Linked DNA regions of Triticum aestivum: region 1 is linked to region 2. The links are chromatin contacts, called in public Hi-C maps. All regions are on one chromosome and are shown on one strand. Each heading gives the region's core, a stretch centred on a gene start, on an enhancer-like site or on the middle of the called end of the contact. The rest is flanking DNA. Distances are from core to core; before and after follow the strand shown. Region 1 holds the start of LOC123085100 (branched-chain-amino-acid aminotransferase 2, chloroplastic). Region 2 has its middle 55 kb from the start of LOC123085097.

Region 1 (5,395 bases), core at 611-3,110, 290 kb before region 2:
GCGCAGTTGGGTGGTGGACAGTCGTGGTGGACGTGGAGTGCATTGATCGATCGACCTGGTAGCCGCTGTCTCTGGCGAGCTCGATGATGCTCCGACGCGTGACCCCCGGCAGGATGGTCCCCTCCGTCGCCGGCGTCGCGACGGCGCCGCCCTTCACGACGAAGAGGTTGCAGGAGGAGGCCTCCTCCACGTACCTCTTGTGGACCGAGTCCAGGTACAGCACGTCCGCGAACCCCTTGCTCCTCGCGTCCATCTGCGCCTTGAGCACCTGACGATGGGATAAAAACACTGGCCGGTCAGTCACATTTTCTGGAAATTCACCCGAAGATGATATTTACCGGCTGAAAGATGTTTACCGGCGCGTAGTTGGAGATGGTCTTGACCCCGCCGGTGCCGCCCGGCATGGCGCGGTGGATCTCCTCCTCGACCAGCAGGTTTATCGCCGCCATGCCTTCCTTGAAATATGTGCCCACGGGCGCCGCGTAGATCATGAAGGTATACTCGGGCGCCGGCGCCAGCCCGAGGATCGCCCCGCTCCCGATGAGCAGCGGCCTGAGGTACAGCGCCCCCTTTCCCTGCGGCGGCACCTGAAACCAACGTAGGACAGCGGTGGTTGCGGTGCGGAGATCAGCCATGGAGGGCTCATGAGCATGGCGTGCACTCACGTGAATAAAAGGACACACCGATGGTCACCACGTTGTACGTACCCAGCGCCTGTTGGCGAGGACGGTCTGCTTGACGGCGTGCACGAACTGCTCGACGGACGGGGCCGGCATGCACATGCGCCCGGCGCCGTGCTGCATCCGCCGCGCGTTCTCCTCCGGCCGGAACAGCATGTACCCGGGCCCGTCCGCCCTCCGGTACGCCTTGAGCCCCTCGAACAGCCCCTGCCCGTAGTTGAGCACGCCGGAGGAGGGGCTGAGCTCGATGTTGCCGTAGCGGGCGAGCTCGCCGCGGGAGAAGCCGCCCTCCTCCTGCGAGCACCGCATGACGTACATGTAGTCGGTCGGGGTGAGCCCGAAGCCGAGGTTGTCCCAGTCGATGTCGCCGCCGCCCTCCTCGTCGGACCTGCAGCCAAGCCAAACCGCACACGGATGCCCCGGTGGCGACAGCTCAAGCGTTAAGTTTGAGTGTGACGAACGGCGCAAAATGTTAAAAGCCATTGGCGATCGATCAAACTGCAAACGAATCGAAACCAATCACGGAAAGGAACGATGAGCCTGCATGCCACTCACGCACCTGTCGACGGGGTCCAGCTGCGGCTGCGACGACTTCCACCGGGACGGGAGAAGAGAGCGGCCGCCGCCTCCGTCCTGCACACCGAGAAGGCGCCTACTGTGAGTTCCGATCGACCTCATCATCGTCCTCATGGAGGCAGGATGTGAGAGCATCGTGGACATGGATAAATCTTAGTAGACGGGAAAATGCTCTTCTTCTCTCGCAACGGAAACAAGAAGAGTAGAAGCGCCAGGCCCGGCGGCCATGCTTTGTAGACGGGGATCTCAACTGTAAAAGCACGAGAAGCGCGCGGGTACGCACCGTCCCGAGTAGAGCTCGGAGGCCGCCGCTGACCCCGCCGGCCGGGGCGCGGCCCCACGGGAGGAGGCGCCTCGCAGACGACAGCACAGCCATGCACGCACGTACGCCCGCGATCGCCAAAGCTGTTCAAGAACTCGACCCTTCACGGCGAGCAATGGTTCGCAAAGCTATACACAGCCCGCTACGAGAGCGCAGCGCCTATACCAGTGAGTTAAAATGGCAAAGTGTTCGTGAAGAGGTTTCTATATAGGTCGTGGAGAATTTGGCAAAGCGTTGGATCTGCCGTGCTGTATCCGACCCTTATAGAAGGCCACATGCATTGGTTTTTTATGGCGAGCTAACACATGCATTAGCAGGATACGGTAATGTTTGGCAAAGATATTTGGCGGATGTTTGACAAAGACTGTGCCCTGTTTCGGGACTCCTGTTACGGGGGATCCAGCGTGCGCCGAAGCTCTAGGAGCAGCAAACTTGCTTCTCCTGGATGGAGACAAAAACCATCGACGGAGATGGCAATTGACCCGTGGGCCCAGGCACTGAGTGGACCCCGCGAGGCAGTGACGGAGTACAGCCGCGCCTGGCACGGCACCTCCTGGGAACGAGGAAGTCGTAGTCGCGCTGCTCTGCCGCGTGTAAGGCGTGATGGCGTCTGCCGAGCTAATTTTTTCCCGAAAATACTTCCATTCTGTATTCATCTTTAATTATAGCATTAGAATGAACATCAGAAATAATAAAAGATACAGTCAAATCCATAGACCACCTAGCGGTAAATACAAGAATTGAAGTGAGCCGAAGGCGCGCTACTGTCACCGTCCCTCCCTTGTCGGTGCCGGACATAACTTGTTGTAGTAGATAGTCGAGAAGTCATCATGTCAAGGTCATATAGGACCAGCGCACCAGAACAGCAAACACCGCTGATGAAGAGAGATATAGATCGGAAGGATCCAACCTGAAGCCGCATGAACGTAGATGACCGAAGACCGGATCTGAGCAGATCCACCGAAGACAATCCCCGACCGAATTCTGTGAGATCCGCCAGAGACAGACATCCACACACCATCCGACCATGCTAGACGCACCACCGAGACGAGCGGGGAGAACCTTATTCCATCTTCAGAAAGCTGCCGTCGTCTCACCTTCCTGAGCAAGACACACAAAACCAAACAAAATTCAAAGAAACATATACAAACGGAGCCCTCCCACCGGCAAGTGCCGGGATTCACCATGCCCCATGGCCCTAGCAATTCTAGCATTGTTGTTATATCAGCCTGATTTTTCTAGTGGTATATCGGTGTGATTGATATCTTAACTTGTCGATATGGTAATTTTGGTAGGAACTGTTTTTAAGACTCTGACAAAGTCGTCATCCACGCAGCCCCGTCAATGGCGTAGGGAAGTTTTAGCACAACCTCTTAGTCCCCCGCGCAACCCCGTCAATGGCGTCGCCGTACGTACAACTGCCGCTTTCACCCCTGCGGATGCCGCACCCATTTGTCCACTGGGAAGAGCATCAATTAATGACCGTCGCCGCATTTCACACTTGTTTCCCACCCGCACGTGGCAAATCCCCATCCCTCGTTTCCCATCGAAACGCGCCCATTTGTGGGTATAAACCCCCATCAGAGCCCTTTGTCGATGCCACCATATTCACTCTCTTCCCCGATCCCTGGCGTCGGCACACTCATCCCATCGTCTCCCTTCGTCGGCCACTACCCCTCTTCTCTCTTCCACCATTCGGGTGTGGCCACGCCCTCCCCGTGGACCTTTCCCGGTGAGACCGAAGGGGACTGCGCCGAGAGAGAGAGAGAGAGAGAGAGAGAGAGATCTTGGAGAGGGCGTGAGACTTCTCTGAGTGGGTCGAGGACGAAGTGCGCCATAAGGCAGAATCAGTCGACGGCGGTGCTCGCCTACCCGCCGCCCTTGAGTACTTTTACCACATGTCGATGCCATCTGGCAGAAATGAACACCACTATTCAAGACTTTGGCCTTATCCTGTATCCAGGACACACATGCGTTCGTCGACCGCGTGGCCACGGAAGTCACGGTAGCTGAAGCCACCCCTGCCTGTGAAGTCACTTCAATGAGGAGGAAGAGCTCATAGTTTAGTAGAGAATCCTTGTAAATCCTTCTTGAAATCCATTTTGTAAATCCTAGTTGAAAACCTAGTTGAAATCGATATTGAAATCTAATACTAAAATACTTCCATCGTTGAGGTGGGGAATAAAATTGAACTGAGGTCTGAAACAAATGTGTTCTGAATATTGGATTTTTGGGAAGAACCATTGTAGTCAATGACATGTGAAACACACATGTAAGAAAAATATGTAGGCTGCCTTTTTGATGAATCTATGTTTGCATGTAGTCACCGCAGCATCCATATCCATATGGAGCACGATGGCCAATGGCGATCACAAATATAACGACTCTGCTAGAATGGCTTAACCATCTCCAAGAATGTCGGAAATGACTTTTGTACCATGTCATCTAAGGATCAAAACCAAGCTGATAACTTGCTCGACTCGACTCGTTAGAGATCGTTAAGATAACGAGTTAACTTGGATGGACTCACTAACATAATGACTTATATTTAAAACGGCTCGACTAATGTAACTCGCAGTTAGCTTGTTTAACAATGTATGTGTATTGCGATACAATTAATATTTTTTAAGAATATTTAACCTCGTAATATATACTTGTAGACATGAACTTTTTTTCATGAATCACAGCAATTAACAATTTGCATTAAACGAATAGTTGGTGCATTTCATAAATAACAACAATCAACAACAATATTGATACTTAATTATCTCATGTCTCTTCTCATTAATGAGCTTAACGAGTTACTACTAACTCGTTAGCTCAACTCGTTAAACTCATTCAGTTAATGATCTCAGATTAAACCCGGTTTAACTCTTAGTTATGTAGTTTGAGTCGAGTTGAGTCATGAGCTACTCATTTTTACAAGTTTTGAGTTTTAATCGAGCCCTAGTTGTATCAACCAGAACTCTCATATGAATTCTACAAATTTTCCAGGTAGGAGATTGGCACCACTACTTTCCCTGCAACAGTAGCCGGGTGAAGGTCGTTGAAGGTGTTCGAACTTGGTTGCATTTTGCTTCTTTCCTTTCCTTGATAAACAAATTCCGCGTCGGCACGGCCCCACGCACCTCTTTTGAGCTGGCGGTAGCAGCGAGTTCTATCTTGCTTATCTTCTTCGTTTCTTCGTCTCGATCGACAGCAAAGCCGTTGCTTATCTTGTTATCCTGCAGGCCATGACTTGGTGTCTTTATGCTACGACGTCTCTGGTGCTGGTAGGTGCATGCATGCAATGTATCAAAGCCTACGTGTCCCCACGCGCGCGTTCTCGAGTCGCTTCAACTGATCCGTTTGTGGTCATCCGTCCGTAATCAAGTGGATGGGATCAGCTGACTGTATTCACTATTCAGTATGTGCCCAAGTCACAAAATGCGCCACGAGACCTATGGAAATCCGTTGTTTGCACGCTGCTACCTCGTTGGCGTGCATAATCCGTTTCGTGGTTCGTTAGTGGGTTGTTATTTTTTTGAAGGTGGTTAATGGGTTCTTATAAGATCACCTAACAACAATACGAGTGCCCCGGTGCACAAAACAACCATATGTTTTTGTTCCGGAAAACCTTCCAATCTACAGTCATTAATTGTCCTTTTTTTCTGAGAGTATGTCAAAGGCATACCATATCTATATAGAAGAAGAGCAAAACATTTACAAGAATATCGGAACGCAGTACGAACAAAGCGTCGATCACACACCAACACCTACACCAGCGATAAAACAAGAATCACACTCTCGCTAATCGATCTAAGCCACCTGCTCCGGC
Region 2 (5,574 bases), core at 2,482-4,981:
CAGAATTAATAGCATGTGGTGGTGTTGCAAGTTTATTCATAATAGAAGGTGAATCTAAAGCAGAACTGGATGGCAGTTCCTTACCTCCCCTCGTCCTTGAGGAAAATATCTTAGTCTTAGGATCCTTTAGATTCTTATAGTGATAATATGATAATAATCCCAAGTGACTCAACAAATATAGCTATGCTCCCCGGCGACGGCGCCAGAAAAAGGTCTTGATAACCCACAAGTATAGGGGATCGTAACAGTTTTCAAGGGTAAAGTATTCAACCCAAATTTATAGATTCGACACAACGGGAGCCAAAGAATATTTGAAGGTATTAGCAGTTGAGTTGTCAATTCAACCACACTTGGAGATTAATTATACACAGCAAGTTGATTAGTAGCAAAGTAGTTTGATAGTTTTGATAGTAGTGATAGCAGCAATAGTAACAGTAACAGTGATAGCAGTAATTTTGTAGCAAGTGTAACAGTGATGATAGCAGCAGTAACTTAGCAGAAACAATAATGAAAAGTTAGTAGGCATTGGATCGATGACTTGTTGGATGATATTTATCATGTGATAGTTCTAACCTAGGGCGATTCGGTACTAGCTCCAGTTCATCGATATAATGTAGGCATGTATTCCGTAAATAGTGATACGTGCTTTATTAAAAGAATTTGCATGACATCTTTTGTCCTACCCTCCCGTGGCAGCGGGGTCCATATTGGAAACTAAGGGATATTAAGGCCTCCTTTTAATAGAGAACCGGAACAAAGCATTACCACATAGTGAATACATGAACTCCTCAAACTACGGTCATCACCAGGAGTGGGCCCGGTTGTTGTCACTCCGGGGTAGATATATTGGAGACATATCACTGCACCCAAAGACCGCTATCCAGCATGCATCTCCAACTATTAAGTTTATAGCGAACAGAGCATTACAATAAGCATAATGACATAATGAGGACAGTGAAACTATCATCCAAGTGTGATGAAAAACATAATTTTATCCTTAGTGGCAACAATACAATATGTGTCTTGTCCCTTTGTTTCATTAGGATATAGATCACCACAAGGTATGGACACACTATAATTAACAACCCCCTTTGAAGAACTACCATCAATATTCACCAAAGAAGACAAATAGATCAGAGACCATAGAAAGCTATTCAATTATACAACAAAGAAACTTTAAAAGATTCAATTGATTTCAGTGAACAATATTATCACAAGTGACAATTCATCATATCCCAACAAACACAATAGCGATTACATCCTATGGTTTTCAGTCATGTGAGGCGGTCCACAGGAACTTCATATTGAATCACAAATGAGGGAGGATGTCATGTATCTACTACTATGGACCCTAAGGTCCTAAAGGAACTACTCACACATGGTCAAGGAGGCAACAAGGTTCAAGAAGAAGCCTCAGGGTGATGGATTCCCCCTCCGACGGGGTGTCGGAACAGGCCTCCAAATTGGATCTTCGCACAACAGAAACTTGTGGCAGCGGAAACTATCGGATAAAATTGGCACGGATGGTTTCGCAAAATATGGGATGTACAGGCGGAAGAATGGATATAAGGCTTTTATAAACTTTGTACCAACTCGTCTGTCAGCTATTTTTTTCTTCCGTATGTAATTGATCACATGTGGTTCTTCTATATGGTTTGAAAGAAAACGAGGCAAACCATCAATCTTCTTATATTTGTTTTGGAAGATTTTACACATCCAAACCAATAGTATTTCAAAAAATTCACCAAATAGGTGTTGTCATGGTACAACTATGGCCGCTCTTGGGTGGGCTCTAAGAAATAATACTTTGAACAAGTACTTTAATTCCTGATTTGTCTTTCATCGACATATAATTTGGACTTGAATGATGGAAGCTAGCTCATTATTTCCTTAGTCTTGGTTACCCCATTAAACAGGATATTGGATAAATCATAATCAATAAAGTATAACAACGCACACCTCTAAACACGTTGATTCATAGCATAAGATCAAAATGTTTTGATGATGTCAAGAGAGGTCGGATTAGACCAAACCTAACATGGGAGGAGTCCGTAAAGAAAGACTGAAATATCACCAAAGAACTTATCATGGACAAAGTGCGTGTAAGTTAGCTATCCACGTGTTAGAATCATGACTAGATTTTTGAGATCTTATGATTTTTAACTTTAGCCTACTCAACTTGTTGTTGTAAACCAACATATGCACAACTCTCTAAGATCACAAGATGATGCCCTGCATGTTGCTGTGGGAACCTTGCTAAAGCAAATGCATCAAAGTTGCTATGAAAACATCTAAAACTAATGGGAAGCAAATGTAAGCTCAAAAGTAAAAAAAAAGTAAAATAAAATAAAATACAAAGAGTATAAAAATGAATTGCTATTAAAAAGGATGTCTAACAAAAATATGAATGGGTACTGCCTCATGTCCTTTTACTTTAGTTTAAGTCTCATCTCGGATACCAAGGAGAGCCAACCACACAAAAAAACTTCACTTTTACCACGCAATCATGTGCTCTACATCTGCAAATATCTCGCTGAGTTATAACTATAGGCATTTTGATTGGTTGTCATTCCGCATACCGCCCAGCCAACAGCCACTATATGCACACGAGCTTTCCATCTCCCTCCTAACTTAAAGGGACGAAACTAAACAAGAAGGGGCATAGATGGAAAGATTGGTTGTGGAGGCACGAAATATCGAGGGGAAATGGATTTTTTTAATACATGGAGTATTGAGGATCGGAGGGAGGATGCTGCAATCGTCCAACACATATATTGTTGATACAAATTCTAATGCAAAAAATAACTTATGACTAACATGTATGAATTGTTGATGTGGCGGCGTTGCATGCATAGAGTAGTGTAAAAACATGTATAATTTATGACTTGCATGCATGATTTACTTATGTGGCAAGATTGCATGTCTAGAAAAAACAGTCAGGTGTATTATAACTTGATCTATTTAGGGATAGAAGATTTTCTTAAAGCATCACTATCAACAACTAGAAAACCAAGATCCATCATTTTCATTTATTCCCAAAAAAAAGATCCTCTTAAAAGGAAAAGAAAAGAAGAAATAGAAAAGGGAAAAGGAGAAGAAGATAAAAGGGAGGGAGGGAAACGAAGAAAACAGAAACTGCCGGACGAAGCAAGCGATGTGTGTCGGCCTCCGAGTCGTCCGGTTGGCGTGGTGACACGTGGGACGGGGAGCAGATAGGGTGGCGCCCACGAATGATTTGCTATCCCGATGTGGGGGTGCCCGCGATTCCTTTGAAGGGATGGATGATGATGATATCGATTATGATTTGGTGCATGCAAGCGCACGTACGGGTGGATCGTCTGCGCCTCACAACTCTGCGTCTACCTCTGCGTCGTTTGTTCTTTATAAGTCCTGAGCTACGTGAGAAATTCCAAGGCATAGTGCCCCAAATTAGAGTCTCCGTATTCAGCCGTAACATACAATACGTATTGAGGCGGTAGCATTTTAGAGGCTAGAAGAAGAAATCACGTCCCTGGAGCCATGTTTGAAGAGGAACAATTCAGTCAGGACAGAGCTAACATAAACAACCACTCTCTCGTTTTTTCAGAATTGAAGGGGCCACACACACACACGGGCGCAAAAGCATTTCCTGTGGATGGATGCATCGAGTAGCTCTGATTGCACTAGGGCCCAAGACTCTGTAGTAATCATCATCATCGTCTCACCGGAACAAGGACGCTAAGCCCCATTTCAGAACAAGACGACCGTGCCATCTTTGTCACGGCAGAGAAGAATACTACCACAAAGCAAGTCGACGGAGTGGCCGTGGCATGATTGTGCTTGACTAATAACGGCACCCCGCCCCCTCCAACAACCGATGTTGGCCGCCTGCCTGCTGCAGTAGTGTAAACCTTCCCGTCGTGCCCTCCAAATCACCACACAGTCCCTATCCAAAATCATCTCCCATAATAATAGTTTCTGATGACGCTCTAGAACCAACCATAGATAGATAGCTTGGGCAGCAGGCAGCCTCCCTCCCTGCCGTCGACTAGTCGCGAGTTTCCTCTTCGCTGTGTGATCCCGTGGTGCCTGCACGCGTCATGGCGCACCGACTTTTCTCCTTTCTCGCACAGCCCTCCTCCATATATGGACGAATAATTATTCCCTGTCGGCCCAACTTGGCAAACGGGTCACTGTACGTGTGCAGTGCGTCTCATCCACTCCCCGGCTCCCGTGCGTCCCCATTGGCCGCGGCGCTGCCTTGCTCGCCCGTGTATGGCCATGATTTCCAGGGTGCTGCCGTGTGTGATTGTGTCTAGTTGTCACACGCACTATTGGCCAACTTTCGGGGGGAGAGACGTGGTTGGGGAGTTCTGACCTCAAAAAAAGAGTAGTAGGTCGATCGTCCGTCCTACTCACTCACTCGCACGCATCCACTTATTTAGGAACAGTTAACTGGCTGGTTTTAGCACTTTTATGCACTGTGTGGTGGTTTTCTTTATCTTTCACAGGCGATTTCATTTTCGCCCACTTGTGATTTAGTCGTGAACGTCCACTGTTCGTCATTTCCATAAAGTTTTCTGCACAATCAGCTAGAATAAAAAGGTGAAAATACTGGCACCATGTATTGCTCCAGTGTCATCGCATTTTCCTCGCGGAGAAAATGTGTTGCCACGTCTGCATAACAGGGACATGACACGCCTATTAGGCATTTCAATCGATATTATCTGCTCCCTCCGCTTCTAAATATAAGTTTTTTTTGTAGATTTCGATATGAACTAGATACGAATGTATCTAGACATATTTTAGAGTGTAGATTTATTCATTTTGCCTGTATGTAGTTCATATTGGAATCTCTAAAGAAACTTATATTTACAAATGAAGGAAGTAATTGCTACTCCTATCAAAATATAAGTTTTTTAGCACTGTTATAGTGCCAGAAAAAGCCTTATATTTTCATACGGAGCGAGTACATATCTATATTTCCTTTGCGTCTATGATTTGTACGTTGCATGTTGTTATTTTTTTCCAACGGGATATATACATGGCCTGTTATGAGTGGAAGTGGACTGGTGGCATTTGCTTTTGCTCTCATCCTCATCACTTACCTCACTCGGTTGACATTCGTTGGTGCGGAGAGAACATGGAATTTGGAATTGCTTCCGACTCACTTCATAGATTTTCCATTGATTTTTGTGAGAAAGCTATAACTTTTGTGCGCCCCTTTTTCCTCTCACTCGTCAGAAAGTTCTAGAACAAAAAATAATAATTAACTCCATTACTTGCGCCAGTTCCATCCATAGATATCATTAGCTGAGAGAGGATAGCAACTCATGGCCGCCAGCCCGCCACCCGTGCAACTTTTTAGCTTTAGCATAGAACGACGAGAAGATATAATACTCCTACATGATAAACAAAGTCAAAACAGCGATAACACAAGCTCTACAAGGAGTGTACTAAATGTGAGCACGAGAATTACATTTTTGTAGATGAAACACCGAGCTAAATTAAGGATAATAGTATAGCCAGCAACTGGTTGTATAAAACCAAGATTCAGCATTATTAATTACCCCTCTGTTAACAAATATAATATGT

The links. A called contact is a pair of places that touch in the nucleus more often than the background predicts.
Region 1: a Hi-C map of leaf shows a contact between it and region 2, with 4 times the contacts expected there. The contact joins the promoter of LOC123085100 here to the enhancer-like site in region 2. A contact is called at or near these places in 2 of 5 Hi-C or Micro-C datasets (both in leaf).

The regions. Positions count from the first base shown.
Region 1 is chr4A:56,225,361-56,230,755 of IWGSC CS RefSeq v2.1, reverse strand. It overlaps LOC123085100 (branched-chain-amino-acid aminotransferase 2, chloroplastic), which reads right to left and starts at 1,860. Exons shown (of 7, transcript XM_044506681.1): 1 at 1,540-1,860; 2 at 1,240-1,313; 3 at 708-1,068; 4 at 357-587; 5 at 56-268. The coding sequence starts at 1,632.
Region 2 is chr4A:55,934,813-55,940,386 of IWGSC CS RefSeq v2.1, reverse strand. No RefSeq gene overlaps it. Among protein-coding and RNA genes, the nearest start is that of LOC123085097, 55 kb to the right of the region's middle. Within about 2 kb of position 3,731, at least 2 of the 8 cell types and tissues checked have an H3K27ac peak or open chromatin away from gene starts, as enhancers often do. A contact at or near this core is called in leaf, where this site is marked.